Linked DNA regions of Mus musculus: region 2 is linked to region 1. Evidence: chromatin contacts called from public HiChIP or PLAC-seq data. All regions are on one chromosome and are shown on one strand. Each heading gives the region's core, a stretch centred on a gene start, on an enhancer-like site or on the middle of the called end of the contact. The rest is flanking DNA. Distances are from core to core; before and after follow the strand shown.

What was found. HiChIP or PLAC-seq counts read pairs in DNA pulled down with a chosen protein or histone mark.
Region 2: a contact with region 1 is called in an H3K27ac HiChIP or PLAC-seq map of embryonic stem cells, with 4 times the contacts expected there. The contact joins the promoter of Cryzl1 here to the promoter of 2310043M15Rik in region 1. A contact is called at or near these places in 1 of 39 promoter capture datasets (hippocampal neurons) and 1 of 115 datasets of contacts at active chromatin or transcription factors (embryonic stem cells).

Annotation. Positions count from the first base shown.
Region 1 is chr16:93,793,470-93,799,368 of GRCm38.p6, reverse strand. 2310043M15Rik (RIKEN cDNA 2310043M15 gene) reads left to right here and starts at 4,468. Exons shown (of 2, transcript NR_151466.1): 1 at 4,468-4,800. It overlaps Dop1b (DOP1 leucine zipper like protein B), which reads right to left. Exons shown (of 37, transcript NM_027293.1): 28 at 384-463.
Region 2 is chr16:91,725,481-91,731,050 of GRCm38.p6, reverse strand. It overlaps Cryzl1 (crystallin, zeta (quinone reductase)-like 1), which reads left to right and starts at 2,249. Exons shown (of 13, transcript NM_133679.2): 1 at 2,249-2,493. Itsn1 (intersectin 1 (SH3 domain protein 1A)) reads right to left here and starts at 1,680. Exons shown (of 39, transcript NM_010587.2): 1 at 1,452-1,680. It overlaps Gm46543 (a long non-coding RNA gene), which reads right to left. Exons shown (of 3, transcript XR_001781880.2): 3 at 2,470-2,532.

The DNA.
Region 1 (5,899 bases), core at 3,219-5,718:
ACTCTGATCTGGAACAACATGTCCTACATGGTGGAGCCCATAGCCGTACTAATGGAGCCTGGTGGAGGAAGCTCACTGGCAGTGTGCCCTTGCCTCCTGAATACCACAGGGCAAGCTCTGTGTGCCTCCATATGCTCCCCACCTTGAGGCTAAGCAATATAGCCAGCCAACTGGGCTGAAGCCTCTAACACCCTGAGCCTTCCTGTAAAATGAGTTTCTCAGGTATTTTGTTGCAGCAACAGAAAGCTGGCTGACACAAGGTCTAGACTTCAGAACTCAGGCAGAAGGGGCAGCCCGTGGCACCCAGAATGAATACACAACTTCGAAATGATTCAAGACAGTAAGCATTTCCACAAGGAACCACAGGTCAGGTGAATCTTTACCTCTGCCAAGAGAGAGAGCGCTTGCACACTGTAAACGGAGGGGGCAGAAGCAGATACCATGGTGGAGGCTTCAGCAGCACCTGCTGACAGAAAGAAGAGTCTGTTTAGCCCTGAGGGGAGTGACTGCCTCCTTCCCTAAGCACTTTCACTCTGACTGCAGTCAGTAGTTTCAGTATCTGCTCTGGTATCCAATCCCAACCACGGAGTTAGTTAGGTTTCTATTTACTGCTGTGATAAAGAACATGATCACACACAACCTGGGGAGGGAAACACTCTTACATCATCCAGGGCTGCACAGAGAAACACTGTCTAGAACACCAACCTCCTGGGGAAGTCGGGGCAGGAGCCAATGCAGAGGCCGTGGAGGAGTGCTCCTGCTGACTGGCTTGCTCCTCATGGCTTGCTCAGTCTGCTTTCCTATAGAATGGAAGACCACTCTCCCCCATTGGTCAGGGCCCTCCTGTATAAATCACTTATCAAGAAAATGGCCTGTAATCTTGCCTACCTACAGTCTATCTGACGGAGACATTTCCCAGATGACTCTCGCTTTGCTAAGTCATGAAACCTAACTAGGACAAAGAATGTGGGTATTTGGATCAAACACACCAGCGCCAGCTCACTGCCTCCAGGTCCTTTCGGGTGAGCAGCTGGCATTTTGGTCTGAGCTCAGAGTCCGTCTTCCCACACTCTTCTGCTCTGCTCCCGGTCTACATCCTTGCTGCAGCACTGACAAGCCTTCATGCTGAGCTCCTGCAGGACACCCTTCTCCATCTCCACACAGCATCCTGCCTCTCATCCATCTGGCAAATGTCCTCTTGCCTGCTCCTCTCTCCCTCAGAAGACCCCACCCAGGAAGGGGAAATCTGGCTAAGTCCAGCAAGCTTAGGTCTGTTTATGGTTTGTCCTCTCTGCAATGACCACGCACGTACGTGGCCAGTGAAATTCCAACACCAATTTACTGAAAGCAGCAGATGCAGAAGTTGAAAGCAATCTTTTAGAATGCATACCCACTTGTGGGTATCAGCTGACGAGCAACAGTGCTGGTTATCTGGGTCACTTAGGGTTGGTTGCGGCTGGTGACTTAATCCCTGTAAAACTGGTTAAAGATTTCTCCCATTCCTTTCCCATGTGATTCTTTATGTGCTGTTCAATAAATATAGATCAAAGTCCTTTGCTAAACAGACACACAGCAGTCAGACAGACACAGGGACGGAGTCACAAGTCAGGCTTCTGGCAGACACATGTTTAGACTCACACAAGACAGAAAACACAGGAGTGTGAAGCAGAGAGTTCACATCTGGACTCGCGCCTGTGTACATGACTCCAAGGAGAAGTGTGCTGGATCATGATCAGTGCTGGATCATGAGACTCTGCTTAAAAGCAACAACCCTCCCCCAGGCCCAACACAAAATGAGAGAACAGGAAAGAAGCTGGAAGCAAAAGAGAAGCCAGCGATGAGCTGGCAGCATCCCAGTGGCCTTCCAGCTGACTGCTCCAGATCAGGGGACCAGAGCGTTGAGGAGTTCTGAGCACCAGCCCTCACCTCTCTCCACTGTCGACCCATCTAACGCTCCCTCTCATCCTGAGCCTGGCAGATGGGCTTCCAGACTCTCACCAACCTAGCCTTTGGAAATTCCACCCCAGACTCCTCCTGTGCTGTGCTGGTTGTCCTCTCAGCTGGTGACTTGGTTCCCGTCCTTGACGGCTATTCCTCTCTTCCTGACACCCCAGATTCACCATGTGCGTGCTGGCTCTGCTCCTCCATTCTGCTCCAAGTCAGTAAACTGTTGAGCCAAAAATCCCAACCTTCCTTGGCTGCATTTTCAGACCACAGCCAAGAGTATTGTTTCTTGTGTGAACCACTCTGCAATCCTTTGACAGGACTTCCGGCTTCTGCTCTTGTGCAAAGTGCCCTTACTCATGACAGTTAGAGCGATGCTTTCTGAAGTTGGAGCCTTACTGCATGGCTGCCCTGACTACTGGGGTAGCGTGGGATCCTACGTGCCATGCTATATACCCAGCCCGCTCATCTTCAGTCTCTGTCCTCCATCTTGTTTCTGAGCAGTTTCATCAAGGAGAGACTAGGCGCTAGCCAGAGGGCCCATGGGTAGGTCATAACGAGGCCCTCAAGAGGGCCAGCTTCTTCCTCAACCCCCTGATTAAAACACAAGTCTGGTAGCGTTTGTTTCCCACCAGCAGGATCAAGGCTAGATCACACAGCAGTCAGCAGTTGTGGACCAATCAGCCACCCTGTCTGTCTTCACACTGACCAACCCTCAGTAGGGGAGGGCAACTCTTCAGAGCTTTAGAAGCCCCAGCCCCAGAGATGAGACTGGCTTTTGAGTCCCTCCTCTCCCTGTGTGTCTGCTGCGGGCATGGCTCCCCACCCCCACTCAGCCCCAGCAAACACCTTCCTTCGACTGCTGCTCCTGCGGCTGCTGGTCTTGCGGCTGCTGGCCCTAGCTCCAGTGCTTATTAAGAGCTGTCTGCTGTAACCTGCTGCGCTTCACATTTTCCCGCCTTCTAATTCTTGAACTGGCAGAGAAAACACGACCAGTACTCCTGGACTATGAATTGGGGCTGAAGAGATGGCTCTGTGGTTAGCACTGGTGGCTCTCCAGAGTACCCAGGTTCAATTCCTAGTACCCACATGGCAGCTCACAACCAGCCGTGACTACAGTTCTAGGAGATCCAATACCACCTCTGGCTTCTATGGGCACTTGACATACACGTGGTACATAGACACATACAGACAAAACACCCACAACACAAAACAAACCAACCAACCAACCACAAAAGACTCTGGATTTCTAATACAGGCGTCTCAGCCTAAGCCTCCTCGGCTGAATGGCACCGGAGTCCAAACACAAGGTTGCCCTTAAGAACCTGCACATGCACAACACACGCACATCAATGGAGGGAAATGCCCACTCTTTCTCCAGCCATCACGGCCATTTATTACTGCTGAGTGCTGCTATGACGTTTGCTAACCCAGGCTTCCTGAGAAGCTCGAAAACTACGGCCAGCTTCCCGAGTCTATGCCTGCCAGGAACTGAAAGGAGCCAGGTGCTGCCTTACCACAGGACTGTCCTCAGGTTGGGTTTAATTACTGAGCAACAGACAGACAACAACACTTAGCGCAACAGTCGCCACATCTGCAGTGGGCACCCAGTTTAATCAGCACCCAAAGAGCGAGCCACAGCAAAGCAGCTGGAGTGCACGGGTGTCGTGGTGGCGGGGTGTTCCCCACCACCACCACCACCATCAGGGAGAGCATAATTATTGGCTTAAAGTAGCAAATGAAGGGTCTGGGAGAGAAAGTGCTTGTTGTGCAATTGTGAGGTCCAAGCTTGACCCAAGCATCATAAAAAAAGATGGGCTGGGAGGCCGGGTCACGTGACCCTCAGGGCTGGGGAGAGAGAGGTAGATGTGGGTCATGTGACCCTCAGTGCTGGGGGGGGAGAGGTAGGTGTGGGTCATGTGACCCTCAGTGCTGGGGGGGGAGAGGTAGGTGTGGGTCATGTGACCCTCAGTGCTGGGGGGGGGAGAGAGGAGTAGGTGTGGGTCATGTGACCCTCAGTGCTGGGGGGGGGGAGAGGTAGGTGTGGGTCATGTGACCCTCAGTGCTGGGGGGAGAGGTAAGTGTGGGTCACATGACCCTCAGTGCTGGGGGGGGAGAGGTAGGTGTGGGTCATGTGACTCTCAGTGCTGGGGGGGGAGAGGAGTAGGTGTGGGTCATGTGACCCTCAGTTCTGGGGAGAGAGATAGAGCATCTCAGAAGCTCAGTGGCCAGCCAACCAGGCCAATCAGCAAGCTCAGGTCCCAGGGAGAATACTAGTCTCCAAAACAAAGCAGGCATCGACTTCTGAAGAACCACGTGAGGCTGCCCCTGGGCACCGCCCAGCTCCCTGTCCCTCCTCATTCCGGGAAGAGAATTCCTGTTTGGGTGGCAGGGCATGCTATATGGCTCCACTCCTTTGAAACAAAAGTGTGTGCATGCCTGGCTGACTGCTGGGAATTCTTCCCACACCCCAACACACCCCTACACCACTCTGCCCTGCCATCTAGGTTCATTCTGGAGATTGCCAGAATGAATCAGTCTGTCTAGCTGGGTCCCTAGGACCACACGGGTTGGGACTCAGATCAGTGTCTTGCTTAGCCATCCTCAGGGAAGCTGCTTCTTGCGGTAGAAGGGAACTACTCAGGGGACCCACAGCTGAGCAGTGACTCTGGAACACTCCATCCTAAATGGTGGCGTCTTCATCGACATCTTCAGAGACAACAGGAACCACGCACATCAGAGACGGGCAGCACAGGCCCAAGCAAGATGGGGTCTCAGCACCGAGGAGGAACTGAACACAGCCTCCCTGCCCACCCAAACACAGGCTTTCCAGCTGATCCACACTCCCATGTGAAGGTTTGTTTTCTCCAGTGGAGTCTCCCCAGGCCCCGCAGCATGTGGTCAATACAAAATGTACTCGGTAGTATTTTTGTAGGTCTCTGTCTTGGTGGAGGCTTTCTTTGGGCATTTTTGTTTGTCTTACTATCCTTTTCTTGTATATTATGTTTTCTGGCAATTTTGTGGTTTTCTGGTCTTTGTGTATGTGTGTGTGCTTGTGTGTTTCTTGTGCTTTTTCTTTTTGTCATTCTGTTTTCTTGTTTGCTTGCCTGATGGTTTTAAAGAAAAGGGGAAGGGGAAAAGAAATAGATCTTGGAGTTGGGTGAGGTGGAAGGTGGGAGGGGGACCATGAAGAATAAACCTCAGGAACAGGTGCAGTCAGTCAGTTACAAGCATGGGAGGTGGGGTGGGCAGTCGCCTGGGCCCAGGAACAGGCTAAAAGGCAGTGTGCTTGTCCACGGGCTGAGAAGTGTGTGTCCACTTTCCAGTGCCTCCTGATGCTCTTCCGAGGATAACTGAGACTGAAAAACGGCGATGTGCTGATGGGTAATCACAGACAGGCGCACACTAACACCACTCCCTTCCCCACAGGGACTCAGCCTTCTTCCCTTTTTTTTCTTTTTGGTTTTTCGAGGCAGGGTTTCTCTGTGTAACCCTGGCTGTCCTGGAACTCACCCTGTAGACCAGGCTGGCCTCGAACTCAGAAATCTGCCTGCCTCTACCTCCCGAGTGCTGGGCTTAAAGGTGTGCGCCACCACTGCCTAGCAGCCTTCTTCCCTTTGTGTGAGCTAGGACAACTGAATGAATACTGAACATGGTCAAAAGAATGGCGTGAACAAAGCTTTGGGGATGGGGAGGCTCCAGGAGAAAAGGCAGAGGGCCCTTTCCCTCAAGGGGCACTTTGTTCCCTGGATTGTTCTTGGAGGGGATTCTGTGCCTCCCGTGACAAACATTTACATCCCATTTATAGGACGTGTTTATTGATGTTGGATATCCTATCGTGGCTATGGAACCCAGCCTGGTCAGTGTGCCCTAAATCAGGTTATCACCTTCTGCTCTGCTCTCCTGCTTACCCAGGTATAATCTATCTATAGCACGTGCCAGGCAACTGTGTCAA
Region 2 (5,570 bases), core at 1,000-3,499, 2.1 Mb after region 1:
GAAAGACGTTGCTTTTTAAAAACTTCTTAAGTTATAAGGGAACTCACACACACATACAAAATATTTCAAGCAAACTAGTGTAAAAAAAAAAAAGTAACAAAAATGGTAACCATAATGGTTGCTGAAACGTCTGCACTCTTCACCGTTAACATCTTCTAAAAATAAAAGTATCCCAACAAATAAATACATTCCTCTAGTTTGGAGCATTTAGAGAAACACCCTGCCAAGCAGCTGGCCTGCGGGCTCCTGGCCCCAGCTCCTGCCCTCACATCCTGTCCACTACATAATCCATGAGCAAGCCTTTCTCTTCATCAATTCAGCGGGATTAGTAAACCGGCCTCCCTGAAAATAGAACTGATATTTTCCACGGGCATTTGTTCCCATGCTTTCACTATCTATGCTATTTATCAGACTCTTTTTTTCTTTTTTATCCTCCGTGTTTCCGACCACGAAGTACCAAGAGAAAGATACCAACCGATAAACACAAAAGAACCGCATCTGGCCAGAGTCTGCATGCATTTACATTTCCAGGTTGCTTCTGTTTTCCGAAAAGCAGTGATGAGGGCAAAGTCGCAAACTTTCACATTCAAGATGCTACCAAATACCTCTACACCCTCAAGCTGCAGCAAGAAGCCACTAATCTATTCCTTCAAAAGCAAAGCCTGTAGTCTGAATCACAACAATAGAAGACTGCTCATAGGCAAGAGGATCAGCGAAGTTGTCTTCCAAAGCAAAGGCAAACAGAAGTGAAGGGAGATCCAGCCAGCTCCTCCTTGCTTTTCTTTCTTTCTTTTCTTTTTTTTCTTTCTGGGAATCCGGATTGCATTTTCTGGTGCCCCCCCCCACCCCCAAGAAGGGACCGCAATTATGCACTGGGTCCACAGCAGACACCCGAGTCAGTGCGTGCGCAAGGAGGGCGAAGCGGCCGAGAAGGGGACGCACGCCCGCTGCAAGGGTAGCCGCTTTCTGTTAAATGCCATCAGAGCCAGCCCCGGCCGCACCACTTCGGCCCAAACGGCATTGACCGCCCTTCACTTGACAGGGTATTCCAAGCAGGCGCTAGAGAAAAAGGATGAGCCGGGGACTCGAGGCCGGGGGCACCCGCGGGCGGCGCGATGCGGCTCCCGCGAGCTCGGGATCCCCGGGAGGCCGGGTCGGCCCGCCACCCTCCGGCGGCCGAGGGCAGAGGGGTCAGCGGTGGAAGGACCGCCCGCCGCGATGCCCCCCACGGGAGCGCCGGCCGTGGCTGCGGACGCCCATTCAGCCCGAACCCGTCCCGCGGCCGCCACCGCCGCGGCCCGCCCGCCCCGCTGCCCCCGGGGAGGATGAGAAAGACCGGGCGGAGCGGCGACGGCGGCCGCAGGGACGCGCGCCCGGCCGCTGGACCCGACCCCGGGGCGGCCATCGCCGACCCCCGCCCGCGCGCCAGGCCGCCCGCGTCAGCTCCTCACCTCATCTCCGGGCGGGTGCGCGCGGCCGCCCCTCACACAAATCAGTGCAGCCCGCACGCCGCGCGGAGGAACGCCGAGTCCGCAGCCGCGCACACCATCCCCGCCCGCCCGCCTGCCTGCCTCCCGGCCGTCCCGGAGCCCGCTCGGGATGCTCCCTTGCGAGCCGCCGTACTACGGAGCAACCAAGCTGCGCGCCCTCCCCGCGCCGCTCCACTCCTCTCGCCCTCCTTCGCTCCTTCGCTCCCTCACTCCCGCCTAACTCCTCATCTCCCTCCGCCGCCGCCCCTCCGCCCACAGCCTGCCCTCCGCCCCACCCATAGATGGGCGGGGATAACCGCCTGCCAATCGGACGGCGGAGACCACGCCTTCGCTCTCTCCTATGACTCCGCCCACTAGGTGGGCAAAAAAGAAGAAAGGAGCCAAAGGAAATAGAGGTGTACAGAGTGACAACGAGATACACCAATGAAGTAGTTTGGATAGCACCCCCCCACACACACACACTTTTTTCCCCTCCCATCCTTGTCTCGTCCCTTGAAGGCGTAACTAGAGGTTTCTGCTCTATGCGTGCGGAGATTTTGTTTCACGATTTGGCGCTTTGCTCTTTTCTATGCGCGACAGTAGCTAGGATACATTCAACTAAATTGAAGGTTTTGCAGAAAGAGCGTGGGCACGAAAGGCGAAAGACACAAAGACTGAAGAAAGATGGTAGGGGTTACGGTTGGAATGAGGAAGGGTGTGGCCTTTTACTCTAATTTGCATAAAACGGAACCCATCTTGGCAACGCCCAACTTCTCCCATTTATTGGTGGTCCCTGGGGCGGCGACTCGTCTCTCTACGGGAAGCAGCATGCTGGGAGATGTAGTTCCGGGTTCAGTTGCCATGGCGTTCGTCACAGCCTCCCCCAGATCGGTCATCCTGCGGTAGTGACGGGCAGTCTGACCAATGGCAGTACTGTTTGGACCCAAGAAGGCGGGCTCTCTGCAGAAGGACTGGGAAGGTGGCGGCGGCGAAGGCGCTGGCGGTTGAGGTTGCTCCGAGCCAGGTGAGCCAGGGAAGAACGATGTGTGTCTCTGAAATGGGACTTTGGGCGAAAAATGGAGAAACGCCTGAAGGAGCTGTCTAACCCTGGGGAGACTGGTACTTCGCATCACACGCCGACCTCAGAGATGCCCTGGCTCAGGCCTAGCTTGGCCGAGGCCGCCGAGGGGCGGGTAATACTAGATTTGACGGACAGTTCCTGACCCTGGCTAGGTTTTGATTGTAGACTGATCTTTGCTTCTTCCTCCGCGTTTATGGAGGCAAAGGTCTAGAACTGCCTTTCTCCTGGGTTGAGTCCTCCCCGCCCCCAGCTTCTCCCTATCACTGTTTCTGATGCTGTCTCTATTACTACTTCCCTTGTCACCCTTCTTATCCTTCTCTTTGCATTTCCAGTAAGCGGTTTCCTAAAGCAAACAAGGGTGGGTGTTCGCAGTAATGGGGCCTTGGGTCAGGAATTGCCTGCTTCATTGAGCCGGCCATACTTGAGCCATACTAAAGAATTATCCCAGGGTCGTGAGGAGGTGCAGATACTGATTCTGGATTTGGGCCTGGTGGTCTGCATTTGCTTTTTAAAAATTATATATATATATCTATATATGGCATTTTAAACAAACTGCCAAGTATAGCCAGTCCACAGTAGCTGAGTTTTGCATTGCCTGTCCAGGACAGATGTTCTAGGCACCCAGACGCTTTTAGATTTCCTGGGAGCCACATTTGGACAGTGAAGAGACCACGTGAAATTAATTTTACGTTTCTCTTAAACCAGCTTATCCAAATATTATTTCAACCTTTAAAGAAATCAGATATTTAAATGAGACAGTGTATCTGTTGTGCGTTTTACCCTCGCAGCATACCCTCGTACCCTCATCCTAAGGGCACGCCACTCACGTGCGGAGTAGCCACCTGTGGCTATTCGCCGCTCTCCGAATCCAGATGATGCAAGAGACCATTGCACAAACTCAGCAGTGTTAGTCATGTGATTGCCAGCGACATCCCTTTGCTGCTTCAGTACATGGGTTCAGAACTACTTTCACAATACGATACTGAGCTTACAAGAATACCAGGGAAAGTAATATTTATTAAAAAGCCAACTTCCGTAATGTGTGCGCTGTGTACTATACTCACTCAGTCCTTGCAGCAGCCTGCGTCCTATTGCGGGGTCCTGTCTCTTGGGAGTTGTAAATCTTAGGCATCAGCCACTGCAATGTACAATTATTACTGGCTTTTCTAATTAATGTCACCCACGCTTCTGTCTCCACATGTAGAAGGAGATGAGGTGTTCATATTTGAAACAGTGCTCCCCGTGTAAAATCAAGCCGCCCAAGGCTGGAGAGCTGGCTCAGGGTAGGGACACTTGGTACTCTCCCAGAGGACCAGGGCTCGCCACTGTAACCACCTCTGTTACACTAGTTCCAGCGGATCTGAAGCCCTCTCGTGATCCAACGGCACAGGGCACACAGGCAGGGTGCAGACACAGATCCAGCTGCCTGGCCTGGCGTGGTGGTGGCCCATGCCTTTGACTAGTGCTTGAGATGCAGGGGCAGGCAGATCTCTGTGAGTTCAAGGCCACCATGGTTTACAGAGCAAGTTCCACGGCTTCATAGAGAGACCCCACCTCAAAGAAACCAAGATAAAGCTGCCTGGCATCTGTGGTAAAATAATTGTGGTAATTTTATAGTTCTCCATGCTGCTCCATGTTAAGAAGAAAGGTGCAAACCTGATGGAGATTCCTGAGCCTCTGGACCAGAAAGAGTCCTGATTCACTTGTGTGCCTCCCTCAAGGAGGAGGCTGGGAAAAGCTTGAGAACTCGGAAAATGACATGGTTCATTCCAAGAACACATGGGCATTCCCCCTAGTGGTGCAGGCCTGGACTCCCATCCAGTGGATGGGCAGTTCAGGGCCAGCCTAGACAACTTAGTGAGACTGCCTCAAAGTAGTAAAAAAAAAAAAAGAATGAAAGCCCACAGACACAGTGTCTCCTGGTTGTGTTTGTGGCAGACTCTTCTTGTCTCAGTAGCTGGTCCAGGCTGGCTGGCCTCAGCCTCCCCTGCACTGTTGGCTTACTGTAGCCTTTGCAGACCTATGACAACACTGTGCTGAGAACTGTAAATAGACAATGGCAGAGTATAATGCTTCACAAAGTGACTTCCTTCCAGTTTTTATATAATATACTTTACGAGGTTGTTTCCTCTTTCAACTCTTTGTCTTCTGGTAAGGAAGCTCAAGGACATTTTTATTAGAGTTTTGAAAGAAGGCAGTATAGTTTAGGTGAGAATTCTGGCAGCCACTAGGAGGAGAGCCGCAGGATAATTCACGCCTTCTGAGTTAGGCATGGAATACAAACAGAGATGGCAGTCCCAGCAGAGGACGTGGCCTACTGAGCTGAGTGAGGAGCACCAGAAACCTTCATACTAAAATCAAAATTATCATCTGTATTCCACATCTAAATGATTCCTCAGGATCCTATCATGAACTGGCAGATAAGGTCGCCATTTACGTGAGGATGCTGTAATGTTAACAGGTAGAGATTTTCTTACCAGACAAGAGGGGGCCGGGCTAAGAGGTAGAGAAGACACTCAAGTACCTATCTCCATGTTCACATCTCTCCACGCTGAGTGTCCCAGTGTCACGTGACCAGGCTATCTTAACGGAAAGGCTACATTCACCATGTGGCTTCTGCCTTTGGCCCTGGTAGCCCAATTCAGAAAGGTAAATGACAGATTACGTCTCTGTTGCTCTGCATCGTACCATAGTAAATGGCCATGTTGAGTAACAGCATTGGAGATATGGCCTTCCACCTTTCCAGCCAACCTCTCCCACTCCCGAGGGTACTGACAGGGAAATATCTGATGTAAGAAATCCTAGGCATTTTTTATTTTAGTTTATTTAAGAATGTACTGTCTCATTTAAATGTCTGAAACCTAAAATATACAAGCAAAACGAGAGAGACAGCTCAGTGGCTAAATGCCCTGACTGCTCTTCTGAGAACTCTGGGTTCAGTTCCTAGCACCTACGTGGCAGGCTATATGTAGCTCCAGTCCTAGGGGATCCACATTTTATGTATTTTATTTTATTTTCTG